Regions from separate parts of the Mus musculus genome. Here all the other regions are linked to region 2. Evidence: chromatin contacts called from public promoter capture Hi-C data. All regions are on one chromosome and are shown on one strand. Each heading gives the region's core, a stretch centred on a gene start, on an enhancer-like site or on the middle of the called end of the contact. The rest is flanking DNA. Distances are from core to core; before and after follow the strand shown.

Region 1 (2,700 bases), core at 20-2,519, 650 kb before region 2:
CCACCAGGAATTGTGGCCTAAACTTAGTGCCCTGTATAATGCAGGTATCCCAGAGTTTCCACAGGACTACCAAGTTGGAGATTGGATATATGTTAAGAGGCATCATGCTGAAAACTTGGAAGCCAAGTGGAAAGGGCCATACCTGGTGTTGTTGACCGTACCAACCTCCAGAAAATTGGATAGAGTAACTGCCTAGGTTCATATAACTCATGTCATACTAGCACCTGCATCTGACACCAACTGGATAGCAGCCAGACTCACAAACAACCCCCTCAAGCTCAAGATCACCTGCCCATCTGTAAGGCCTGAGAAACCATGAGATGGTTATGGTGTATCTTCCTTCTGGTGCTGGGCCTCAGCAACCCCCAAAGCCATACCAAAGTGACTTGCAACATACTCTGAGGATATAGCTTGGTGTACTGTAGACAAACACCCACCTTACATCTGGTGGCCAGATCTTGTCTTTGATCTCTGTAAGTTAGGAGTGGGTTTTGACTCCTGGGATATCCCCACCCTAGAGACACAGGGCAAGGGAGTACACAGATGTGGGAAATGAGGGACTAGTGGATCTAAACTATGTCCGAGAAGTGGCTTTGGAGGGTTGGGCTTATGGTGTGAACATTTGAAGTTGAATAACTTTCAAGAAACCCCCATATATGTGTGCCCTCGAGATGGGAAAAGCTATCAGCAGGCCCACCAGTGTTGTGAGGTGGGGGGGAAGAAATCACTTTTTCTGTGCTACCTGGGGATGTGAAACACTAGGAAGCACATACTGGAGACCATTCCCGGGGTAGTTAAAGATTCAATGGTCAAGGTGAGAGAAGAGCTCACCAAGCAGAAGAAAGAGCAAAGAGTCAGGACTGGTTTAGAATTTTGGTTTCACTCCCCCTTGTTTAACCCTCCTTATACTTACCCTGTTAGGACCCCTAATTGTTCTGCTATTGTTGACCTTTGGAACCTGCATATTGAACAAGCAAGCAAGCATATAGTCTTCATAAAAGAGAAAATAAGAGCAGTACAGCTGATGGTCTTGTGCCAACACTATGATATCCTGAGCATAGGACCTGAAGGATATCAGTTAATTACTCCAGACCCCTGAGTGTAGCTCCAGGATTAGAGCTTGTACAAGAAAAAGGGGGTAATGAGGGACCCTAAGGTCTTTGTCCAGTCCCGCTCCCTCTTTACAGCTTCCCCTTCCTACCTGGGGTCAAGGCTAGGCCAAGCTCCATTCTCCACCCAGAGGAACATTCTGGAGTAAAAAGTCTCAGAATGTACTGACCTATAGTCACCTGACCCTCTGAAAAGTTCCAGTTAGAGTTCAAATGCCTTTCATGCTTGCTAGATAATAGATTTATTGGTCAATATGCTTAGCCAATACTTTTGAACTGTAATCTTCCTGATGTAGCCTGTGCCCCTAAAAAGTATAAAAATTGCTTGTAATAGCCATTCGGGGTCACCTTCTCATCACTAGCCTTGAGGGACAGATTGACAGCTGACCCCAACATACTGGAAAATAAGTCTCTTTCTTTTTCCTTGAAACAAACAACAAAAAAAGAAAGAAACTGTGACCAATAGGCCAAGTTCATGTCAAAAGTTTATTGCTACTGCTTTAAGGAGTAAACTAAAGCAAATAGTTTGCTCTTACTTTTTATCACTATTATTACTATTATTATTATCCTTCAATCTTTTTTATAGTCTAGTCATTATCCCCCTCCTCTTGCTCTTGCTTTTATTGCCCATTATATGAATCATATTCTGACTTCTGCTACAGATAATCAAATGCTAAAGGATTTGTTCATTAAAATACAAATTGGATTATCCTTTTAAATTTGCAGTCATAAATAAAAAAAGCAAAAATTTTATTGTTAATGAATTTGTGTGACTTAGCACTGGCTTTGATATTTTAGACCTTTATAAAATATTAATAATTAAAAGTGGATAATGCTCCTACATATCCACACATGCTTCTTTATAAAGTAACACAGAACTCAGATGATTTTACTTGTATGTGACCACGGGTAACCCTTTTCCTGCAGTGTGACACCCATGGTTCCAGAAAATATTAATATTAATATTAATAGACTTGCCAAAAGTGGAAGCAATGAAGCAGTGTTCTATGGTTCATCTTAGTATTTTCAGTGTAGAACATTTCCACAGGACTATGGTCATAGGAGTTGGAGATACTATTTTGACTTTTCTGTTTCTGTCTGATGTCATCTAGTCTGCTTCATTCGGGGCTCCTCTAGCCGCGCCATCCCTGGAGCTCTGCCTTGGTGTTTGGGGATGGTGTTGAAACATAAGGTCCTTTTGTGGTCTCAACCAAAGTGCTCATAGCATATCATCAGCTCGGCCTAGAAATGTTGTGATGACTGAGTCAGGTTTCCTTCTGGTGACATCCACCTAGGAAAGTCTGTGCAGGAGCTTTGTGATAACTGCTAGGCTGGCAAATGTGGGAATGTTTTTGGTGAGCTTGGGAAACACAAGCAATATCCAATGTAGAAGCTTGCAAGAAATTCACACACTCTTTTAAGTTTTCATTAATTTTGCATGTGTGAATGTTTGGCCTACAAGAATGCCTGTCCAACACTTTAGTTGCTAGATAGGGCAGTATATGTCATTGGAATCACTGGAACTGGGGTTAGAGAAGAGTGTGAACCACTACATGGGAAAATGTGGATCCTGGACAAACAGCCCAAGCTT
Region 2 (2,700 bases), core at 134-2,633:
GGTGTACTGGGAAAAAAAAACAGAAGTTTGAAATTTTGTATTCACTTTGCAATTCACTTTCACATTAGCAATAACTAAGTATATAAAGGCCAGTTAAATGCTGCTCCATACCTGTTGTTACACAGGGTAAAAGCATACTTAATATTAGTAGACGGAGGGGAAGGTATAATCCGGATATATTGTATGAGAAAATTTACAGGAAATAAGTGTCTATTTCTATAGATAACTACAATAGTCATGGCTTGCCTTATTAAACTGTTTATTCAGGTGAATTATATTGTATGGAGTGAGCCACAATTCTAAGAATTGGCTTGCAATTAACTAGGTTAACCTATGGAATAAGCAGTAGCCTGAAATCAAGCTGTCACTTCTTAATTAAGCTGTCTCAGAGTAAAAGTGCTGATATCAAACAGCTTCTTTCCTCCCACACTTTTTTCTCATAAATTTCCTCAAACTTGTGTGGTTTTCCCTAAAATGTGTATTTCAGTGAGTTATTGCTAATGCTATGTCATAAGGAGGTGAATAGGTGCCAATTGTAAAGAAAGAGTAACCCAAACTGTTGAAAATTCAGGTCATACAGTTAGTGGATTGAGAAGTGATTTTTTTTTCTATTCTTTAGAATCATTTCCTTTTCTAGCTCCCTATCTTAACTTTATCCAGCTCCTTTCACATTTGATTGCTTTTCTTCCATTCTATGACAAATACTGAAAAGTTTTGTTGAGTCCTTAGTTTTCCAGTTTTAGTCTGGCTATACGTAAAATGCCTGAAAGCAAAAGTTGTCTTTTTATATACATTTCTGCCAGTCCCCATCACTGTGACACAAAGGTGAGTCTGTGAAACATTTGTTATTCTCAGCATTAGGTTATATTTTTAATTGGCTGTCTTCCACTGTGTTTCCATTTTAAAAAGTATATTTTTAAATGAAATACACATGAATAATTTGTTAACCCAAATTTTTGTTGTATTAAGTTATTGACATAAAAAAGATAGTAATGGTATTTTCAAGATTCGTTATAACAATTGCATTCAATTATTTCCTGTAACACTTAAATTCTATTTTAAAGACCTTTAAATATCAAAGCACATCTAAAAGTTTCTTTGTGACAAGCAATTTAAAAAGGTTTTAAATGATACACATTATCAATTAGGCATAGTATCAACACAGACTTTACTGTCCCTTTATTTTTAACAACTTACTAACTGACATAAATTTTGTATTTAAAAGTATTTATTTAAAATCTGATATCAACAATTTAAAAGGACAACCTGTCCAGATGTTCCCGTGGAAGAAGTGAAATGATCCGGTTTAGTTCTCTTCGAATGGCAGCACGATTCTTCAGCTCTGAATAAAAATGAGAACTGGTTGTACACTTGGAAAGTTTCTGTTGAGCTTTTATTCTGACAGCCTGAGAAGGAGGCAGAGACTAACTTGTGGGAATGGACTATGATGTAATGGATGGAGGGAGATACCTGCAGTTGTGTTTAGTCATAAGGTCAAGTTTGCTCACTCAGAGATGTAGAAAGCCCCTACAGCTGTTTCTCCCCTTTGGGTAAAATTTCAGTCTTAAACAACCCATTCATTATATCATTCATTAAATTGCCCATTCATAACAGAGTAAGAAGAAACGGACAAGGAGATTAGAGGAGGCCAGGAAGAAATGGAGTGAGAAAACCTCTCATTTACTGATAAATAATGACAAGGATAAGGCTGATGTTACAAACAATAGCTTTGGGAACTGATAGGAAAAACTAACAAGGAAGAACCTAGAATAGTTAAGAACATGGAACAAGAGCACAGCAAAAGAAGGCTTTGTAGCACTTAACTGTATCAAACAAGATTATGGAGAACTGCATTCTATTTCAAACTGTGATTGTTCTGTGCCAAAGAATCATCTCTGAAAATGTACATATAAGTAGCACTATATAGATTGAAGGGTTATATTGGGAATATATATATTTATACACATAAATACACATATACCCAAGTAATAGAAATTATTGAATTAAGAGGCCATGAATTTGAAACGAGGAAGTATTTATGGGAGCGTTTGGAGGGAGGAAATGGAAGGGAGAAAGTTATAATTAGATTATAATCGTCCAAAAGGGTTATCCATAATTCCAAAACAGCCGTGGCTATAAAGGAACCCATGGCTTAAATAGGATAAACCTAGTAAGCAGCACTCACATTGGGATAAAACTCTTTGAGGCGCCTTGCTCCACTCTCTCGCATATCCAATTTTATAGCACTCCGTTTCCAGACAGAAATCATTCCCATTGCTGCAGTAATTAAGCAGGGGGAAATGTCCCCAAGGGCTGGTGCAATGCAATAGTGCTCCAGCTTTGTCTGCATCTGCTTTGACTCCAGGGAAGAAGACTGTCAGTTGTTCCTAAGTCGCCAGGTCTATCAGCATCTCAAAATAAATGCCTTTTTATTTCTGTTACCTCTTCTGTTTCTAATATCAAATTAAGCTGCCTTCTTCTGAGAGATACTGGATCTTAAAAGCTTAAATATCCCTCAAATGACTTTACATTTTACAATTACTTTTAGCTAGAAATTTTTTCTGCTATGTCCCAATTAAGTTTAATTATTAAATCACACCTAACTCAACAACAGAGTCATGCCCTGCAGTTAGACACTGCCCTGTACACAGTAGGATAAGCATTGGGTAAGTAATTCTTCACTGAAAATGCCTGGTTTCT
Region 3 (2,700 bases), core at 84-2,583, 960 kb after region 2:
GAAATGTAAATGAGCTAAATACCTAATAAAAAATGGAAAAAAAAAAAAAAGAAAAAAAAGACAAGACCCCATGTGGTATGCATAATCACGACTTTGTATATCCTTTTAAATAAGGAAGCTGACATAAAAGGTCATACATTTGAGATAGCTTAGGTGGTAGCCCTGTCTACTAAGCTTGACACCAGTTCGATTCTCTTAGACCCATATGTCACTTCTCCCATTTGACTGAGTTTTCTGTTTGGTGTACCCGTGCGCCCTCCTAAACCACAAGGTCTCCTATTTTGGCCTTTATCTCTTTTCCTTTTCCTCTTCTTCCTCTTCCCTCCTCTTTCCTCCTCCCCACTTCTTCTCCCCTTCTCCCTCTCTCCCCTCTCCCTCTTCTTTCTCTTCTCCTCCCCTCCCTTGTTAAATCTATTTTGCTCATTTCCTTCCTTCATTCTCCTCTCTCCTCTCCCCTCCCTCCCTTGTTAAATCTATTTTGCTCATTTCCTTCCTTTATTCTCCCCTCCCCTCCCCCCCCCCATCTCTGCCTAAAACGCTGCCACGGAAGTTTGGTGCTTGATCAATGTTGAAGAACACAACAATGAATAATCATTAAATGTTGCAACCCAATTCTATACATAGGAGGCTGTCCGCGGCTGACAGCCTCACAGTTTTCCAGAACGTCTAGAAAAGCGAAGCTATTCCAGTAGAAGGACACCGCGCGTCTTTTACTCTTCCCGGTTACATCGTCCCCAAAAAACCCCGAAGTCCTCTCTCGGGTCGCCTAAAAGCAGAGACTCGCCGCGCGGGGCCCGGAAACGCGGCGCCTACGGTAGCAACTCCCAGGCAAAAACAGAGAAAAGCACCAATCCGGGAGGCTGAGGCTGACAACATGGCGAGTCCCGGCTTCAGAAGTCAAGACAGACAAAAAACAAAACTAAACAAAACACAAACAAAACCCTGACTAACTTCCACTCTGGCAAACGGAGAACACGAAACCGTGAGCTGGGCAACTATCTAGCGTGGCCCAGTGGGCGCCCTGCCGACGCGTGGGAACGTAGATGCCCCGCGCCCTCTGTCGGCCGCGGGCTGTCTCGCGGCGTCCCTGGCGGGATTCCGGCTTCACGCCGGAAGTCACCAGAGAGAGAGAGAGCTCGGAAGTAGCCACAAAAGGATCCGCGGAACGGAAATATCCTTGGCCTAGCGTTCCTACCCGGAAGTTTTCATTCGCCGGAACCGACTGGTTTTTAAAAAGACACGGCGGCGGGATTACGCTGGGGGGGGGGGGGGGAGCGGAAGTTTAGGCGCGCGCGCTGCGCGGAGAGCACCCTGGGAGCGGAAGGAAACAGGCCTTTCCCAGACTCTCTGCTCCGGTGGTCACCGACTTGGGTTCGCGGAGCGTGCTGGTGCTGAAAGCCTCCGCTTGCCGGCATCATTCTGGGCGGAGGTCAGAAGTGGCGGAAATCGCGGCGTCGCTTGGGAACCCGGGACCGCTGGTGAGCCATGGTGAAGAAATCACGGCGGCGTGGAGCGGCTCAGTGGGCCGCCGTGCGGGCCCAGGCAGGTCTCACCGCCACGGACGAAAATGAGGACGACTTGGGGTTGCCGCCCTCTCCAGGGGACTCCAGCTACTACCAAGACCAGGTAGATGAGTTCCATGAAGCGCGATCTCGGGCAGTCCTGGCCAAGGGCTGGAACGAAGTCGAGAGTGGGGAGGAGGATGGCGATGAGGAGGAAGAGGTGCTACCTCTAGATATTGATGATGGAGATGACGAAGATGGAGAGAGTTCGGAGGAGGAGGAGGTTGGAGAGGATGATGACGGCGGAAGCTCCGTGCAGAGTGAGGCTGAGGCCTCTGTGGACCCTAGCTTGTCCTGGGGTCAGAGAAAAAAGCTTTATTACGATACGGACTATGGTTCCAAATCCCGAGGCCGTCAGAGTCAGCAAGAAGTAGAAGAGGAGGAAAGAGAAGAAGAGGAGGAGGCACAGATAATTCAGCGGCGCTTGGCCCAAGCCCTGCAAGAGGATGATTTTGGAGTCGCTTGGGTGGAGGCCTTTGCAAAGCCGGTGCCCCAGGTAGACGAAGCTGAGACAAGGGTTGTGAAGGATTTGGCTAAAGTCTCGGTAAAAGAGAAGCTGAAAATGTTGAAGAAAGAATCACCAGAGCTCTTAGAGCTCATAGAAGACCTCCAAGCCAAGTTGACAGAGGTGAAGGATGAGTTAGAACCCTTGTTACAGTTGGTGGAGAAAGGGGTCATTCCAACTGGAAGAGGAAGCGAATACCTGAAGACTAAGTATAATCTCTACTTGAACTATTGCGCCAACATTAGCTTTTATTTGATCTTAAAAGCCCGGAGAGTCCCTGCACATGGACATCCTGTTATAGAAAGGCTTGTTACCTACAGAAATCTGATCAACAAGCTGTCGGTTGTGGATCAGAAACTGTCCTCTGAAATCCGTCACCTCCTCACAGCCAAGGATGGTGCTGTAAAGAAAGAAATGACTCCAAAAGCAAAATTAACCAAAACCAAGCCCAAGTCTGTAAAGCAGGCTGCTGCTGTTGCCCTGACTGATGAGCCTGATTTTGATGGGGCTGCTCTCAAGTACTATAAGGAAATGGAAGACAGGCAAGAGTTGAAGAGAAAGAAGGAAGAAAACAGTGCTGAAGAACAGGCTCTCGAAGAACAAAATGCAAAGAGAGCCATTACCTACCAGATT

The links. Promoter capture Hi-C pulls out the DNA fragments that hold promoters and counts their contacts.
Region 1: a contact with region 2 is called in a promoter capture Hi-C map of liver, with 3 times the contacts expected there. The contact joins the enhancer-like site here to the promoter of Sult1e1 in region 2. A contact is called at or near these places in 5 of 39 promoter capture datasets (cranial neural crest, hippocampal neurons, liver and 1 more).
Region 3: a promoter capture Hi-C map of liver shows a contact between it and region 2, with 4 times the contacts expected there. The contact joins the promoter of Utp3 here to the promoter of Sult1e1 in region 2. A contact is called at or near these places in 2 of 39 promoter capture datasets (cranial neural crest and liver).

What each region holds. Positions count from the first base shown.
Region 1 is chr5:86,937,157-86,939,856 of GRCm38.p6, forward strand. No RefSeq gene overlaps it. Among named protein-coding and RNA genes, the nearest start is that of Gm24121, 9.5 kb to the left of the region's middle. Within about 2 kb of position 1,270, at least 2 of the 459 cell types and tissues checked have an H3K27ac peak or open chromatin away from gene starts, as enhancers often do. A contact at or near this core is called in liver, where this site is marked.
Region 2 is chr5:87,590,228-87,592,927 of GRCm38.p6, forward strand. It overlaps Sult1e1 (sulfotransferase family 1E, member 1), which reads right to left and starts at 1,384. Exons shown (of 8, transcript NM_023135.2): 1 at 1,267-1,384; 2 at 1-6.
Region 3 is chr5:88,553,129-88,555,828 of GRCm38.p6, forward strand. It overlaps Utp3 (UTP3 small subunit processome component), which reads left to right and starts at 1,334. Exons shown (of 1, transcript NM_023054.2): 1 at 1,334-2,700. The coding sequence starts at 1,486.